Regions from separate parts of the Gossypium raimondii genome. Here region 2 is linked to region 1. Evidence: chromatin contacts called from public Hi-C data. All regions are on one chromosome and are shown on one strand. Each heading gives the region's core, a stretch centred on a gene start, on an enhancer-like site or on the middle of the called end of the contact. The rest is flanking DNA. Distances are from core to core; before and after follow the strand shown.

Region 1 (2,559 bases), core at 40-2,539:
AATTTGTTTGTGTATTACAATAATTTGATTCTAGTTATATTTCTTTTTACTTATATTATGTGTAATTCTAGTAGTAACTTCCTTGAAAATTTTTGAATTATTTTTGTCATTATATTTAGAATTGATAAATATATCATCCATGTCTCTCATATAACCATCAAATGATAAATTTAAATTTTTTAACCTTTTAGGTTTTTACTCTTTTAGGGTAAATTTATAAGTTGAACACTTTATCTTTAGGGCATTTTATTTTATTTTGATTATGCCAAAAAGGTCATTACCATTTTCGTTACTAGTATTATAGAAATTTATTATTTTATTCATTTAAGCCCACGTATTTCATTTTAGAAAAAAATATCCTTAAAATTTCTTCGCCCGTTTAAAATACTTTTTGCTTTGCATGAATTGACAGTTTTAATTCAAATTTTCCATTTCCATTAATAATTCTAATTTATATTACATTAGTGGAGATTTTTTTATTTTAATTTGTACACTCAAATCAGTTAATAAAATACAATCATTTCCATATAACCTAACTCAAATTTTACATAGATAGCAAATCAACAAACAAAGCACTAACCCACGTCATGTAATATGAGAAAAGAAACTCTAGGCAATGAAAGACACCCAAGCTAAACCAAAAATTTTTATATTTTTATAATAATTGGTACATTAATTATTGGTAACTAAATAAAGAAAGAAGAGAAGTGATAAATGGATTTTTTTTTCTTGATTCGTACTTAAACTATTTTTGAGTAGGGGCAAAATTAGGGAATGGAGGGCCCAGCTCCCAAAATGAAAAAATTATTATTTAAATCTTTTAAAATTTTTAAAATTTAAAATTAATTAAGGTAAGATTGCACTTTGAACTCTTAAAAATATAAAAATTTAATTTAATCCTTTAAAATTTATAAAAATATAAGTTATTAAAATGGTAAAATTATATTTTTACTATTGTAAAATTACAATTTAATTTCGCATTTTGCCCTGTTCTTGAGAAAGGTGAACATTCAAGCAGGTCATAACTTAAAATTCATTAATAAATGGATATTAATTTAAACTATATCATTTAAAATTATGGGTATGGAATTATGGATATATCTATTTCTTTTAAAAGTTTTATTTATAAGGTTGTTATAGGAATATATTCCCAAAAGATAGCTCAAATACATGCAGAAAGAAAATGTAGAACAGGAGAATTAAGAAAAAGAAAGGTAGGAGCAACATAAAATTTCAAGCATAGCTTTATTGTGGTAAGTTTTACGAAAGAAAAAAAGGCAAAAGAAGCAATGAAGCCCAAAATGAGTCCATCAGAACTTAAACCTCAAACTACCATGGAATGGGCCTATAAATGGCTTACTTTGAACTCCCACTATTGGTTTTTCCCCTTAAAAAAATTAAGAAATTGAATGAAAGTTGGGTTATAATTTGAGATTACAAATTAAACATGTGTTAGACGAACCTAATTATGATTAACCTAATCAAAACTGTTCCATCGGAAACGATAATTTTAATTGGACACAGTCATTAAATTTAAGAACCACAAAAGCACTCGTTTGACAACTTATTTATATTTAAATTTAATGTTGATTCTACTTGGATTATTTGAACTTGCTTTATAAATTTGAAATTGGTGGACTCTCTAAATTTGATTTGATTTTAAGTTAATTGGACGAGCTTTTGAAAGTTGAATTTTGGACTTCTTCAAACTTAATGAATTATTAGACTTGTAGAAAATTTGGGCTCATTTAATTACGAAATCACATTTTTATTTTATTTGAATTTTGACCTTCGGCCCCATTAGCTTTTTTTTTTCTACTTTTATTTTAATTTTGTTTTATAAAATTACATAAAATCCAAAAATTCTAAAGTACAAAAATTTCAAAAAAAACTAATACTAATACTTGATTGAGCCTTTAAACATTAAAATTTCATTTAATTAAATTCTTTAATAGTTAATGTTAATACTCAACCATTCACTATTACAAAAAGGCAATCAATTAGTTCCCTCGATGATCACGTATAATGGCACTTGCACTTGCTTTTCATGAATTATCAATATATGAGTCACGAGAACTCAATTTAGATTAACTTGGCGGAGGGGGCTTCCACTCAACTGGTAAAAAATCTGTAAATTTCTCAACTTGGCCTAAATGTTATGATCGAATTATGAAGATTACATTAGCCACCTGTGTAACTGAATGACCCTACCATTCTTTGAAAAACCTTAGTTACTCTCTTTTAAGAAAAACTGCTGTTTACACTTGTTGATTGGAAAACATTCATTGTTTAAGTCGATCATTCTTAAGACATTTATATAAGCGATAGCATGATTTTAGAAAACAAATTGCTCGTCGTTTCACTCAACAAAAACCTTATCATCTTTGATTGCAGTGGAAAACTCAGTTTATGACAGATTTATCGTTAATCCAAGTATCATGCATTCTTCAATTATAAAGAGAGCATTAAAACCAAATTAACGTGTCGAGTATGCTTGCATGAAAACCCAAATCAAAGTAAAACCCAAACCACAGTCCAAATAATTTTTTTTCGGTCCAA
Region 2 (2,559 bases), core at 41-2,540, 140 kb before region 1:
CCTAAAATTATGTCCAGGCCTGGCCCGGGAAAAAATTCCTAAGCCTGAGCCCAACCCGGCCCATTTTTTAATAAACATCAAAAATTTATTTTAAAAATAAAAAATAAAAAAGTATTTTAAAAATATTTTAAAATTAAAAAAATAAAAAATATATATTTATTATATTCGGGCCGGGCTAAGACCGGGCCAAAAAAAGTGGTGCCCGAGGCCAGGCCCATTTTCTAAACAGGCCTCATTTTTTTGCCCAAACCCATATTTGGAGCCTATATTTTTACCCGAACCCTCTTATATTTCGGGCGGGCAGTCAGGTCGGGCCGGGCCGCCCGGCCCATGAACACCTCTAGTTATACCCATAGACACAATAATTTTTACACATTTTCTCATTTACATATTCAATACTTTTTAAGTCATCAAGTCATGGTATGGGTCATTATATCAAACAACTTTATAACTTTACTTTCATTTAGATTTATGTTCATTAATTTACCAATGTATCATATCATAGTATTTTAATACCATTTCACTTAAATATTACATTCCATAATTTTGCTCAAATATCCAAATATATTTATTAATTTTTCATTACCATCCAAAATTTTCATGACACAATATTAATTAACATGACATTTCATAACTAAGTATTTTTACTACAACATAAGAATTACATGTTCTCACATATACTCTGAACCTTATACCTACTTACGTAATAATGAATTTCATAATTATTACATTATTTTTATCATTCTCCTAAACATTTTAACATAGGAAAAATAAAAGAAACCAATGGTACTTCTTTGGATGCTCTAAAACACATAATTAATCTTCCTAACCTTGATTCCGTGCTCATCTAATATTGGAAGCTCCTCCATTCTCAACATGTTCTCATTAACCATACATTAAAAATATACCAAAATATTAATATAATACCTTTCTAAACTTTCTCATAGCATTTAAATTCAAATGTCATAAGAAAAGAGGTGGAAATTTTCATTACTTACAATTTTGAAGTTTTCTCTCTCTAAAACCCATGATAACCCAACTTGAATAATGAAGTTAATGGAGGAAATGAGATTGGAATCAAGTTTCCTATTTTATTTTATCAAGAAATTAAAGTTTGGATGCTTGGAAATGGTTTGATTTGAGAGAAAAGCATGAGAGATGAGGAAGAAACGAAAAGTGGGGGGTTATCTTCATCCCCAAAGTGAACGGCTGGTTGGGGGAAGAGTGGAGATAATTTTACGCTCTTCTTCCCCCTTAAAAATATTCAAATGGGCTAAAAAGCCCAGACCAAAAATTTTAAACCCATAGTTTAGCAAATTTGTGGCCCACTCTTCCTACATATGATCCAAATAGCCCAAATCAACTCCAATTATCAAATGTCTCATTAAAATAATATGTCTAAGATTTAATTATCGAGAAATGAATAAAATATCTTCTCATGACAAAATTACCATTTTGCCCTTGTTTATTTCAAAGCTCAATTTCTTCGCATTTATAGAAAATCATCATTTCCAAATCTCATAATTCACTTGCAGTATTGAATATAAATCTATAAATAATGAGAATTATACTTTTAATCATTCTTTAGCAAAATGAAAATTTTACAATTTAATTCTTGTACTTTTGAATTTCTTTCCATTTAGTCCAAAAGTGATTTTTATCACATTAACATATAATTCGATACGTTTCCATGTCACATGATAAATAATGGTTCACTTTTCCATTCTAGTCAAATTTGCACTTTAATCCCTAAACTTTCAAAAATTTTAATTTGGTTTATTTTCCATATTTTCATTCCAAAGATTCTTTCCATTAACTTTCATATCTAAAATCCATTTATTCTCTTAATAATCATTTTTTTATTTGTTCTCCAAATTTCTTATAAATTCACTTATTGGCATTGGCGTAGCACCACGTGTCAAGTAAAAAATTTCAAAGTGTTACATGCTACTTTTTTAGGGGAAAGTTACACGGACAACTTTAATTCTCGAATTAGATTGTTACTAGAGGAACTCTCAAGAAATAAAGAAAACCCTCAAGTTTCGATACTAGACACCATTCTGAATAGTAGACCTGTGAATGAATAACAACATAGGGGTCATCATCGTAGTGAGATAATTTAAAAAATATATTTATTCATGTATGATAGTAATGTTTACAAACATAGAACCAATCAAACATGAAGATGATGATCCACTCACATACAAAAATGAGATACCGAGTGTTAATTCCAAGTTTGGGTAAACAACTTTGGTAAACAAGTATTCGACAACATACATCAAACCTTTTCCATGATTGTTCTATTTATTTGTTCTGCAACGCCATTTTGTTATGGAGTATGGCGAACTGTCAAGTATCTCACAATCCCTTCTAATTTGCACAATTCATTAAACTCATCAGACTAGAATTCCAAACCATTATCTGTGCAGAGGTGTTTTGTTTGTTTTTCTATCTGCTTCTCGATAATAGTTTTCCAAGCCTTAAACATGGAAAACACATCACTTTTCTGCTTTAAAAAGAATGCCCAAACTTTTCTGGAAAAATTATCAATGATCGTCA

The links. A called contact is a pair of places that touch in the nucleus more often than the background predicts.
Region 2: a contact with region 1 is called in a Hi-C map of leaf, with 4 times the contacts expected there. The contact joins two enhancer-like sites. A contact is called at or near these places in 2 of 2 Hi-C or Micro-C datasets (both in leaf).

What each region holds. Positions count from the first base shown.
Region 1 is chr4:24,260,836-24,263,394 of ASM2569854v1, reverse strand. No RefSeq gene overlaps it. Among protein-coding and RNA genes, the nearest start is that of LOC128040756, 10 kb to the right of the region's middle. Within about 2 kb of position 1,289, the one cell type or tissue checked has open chromatin away from gene starts, as enhancers often do. A contact at or near this core is called in leaf, where this site is marked.
Region 2 is chr4:24,397,477-24,400,035 of ASM2569854v1, reverse strand. No RefSeq gene overlaps it. Among protein-coding and RNA genes, the nearest start is that of LOC128040869, 33 kb to the right of the region's middle. Within about 2 kb of position 1,290, the one cell type or tissue checked has open chromatin away from gene starts, as enhancers often do. A contact at or near this core is called in leaf, where this site is marked.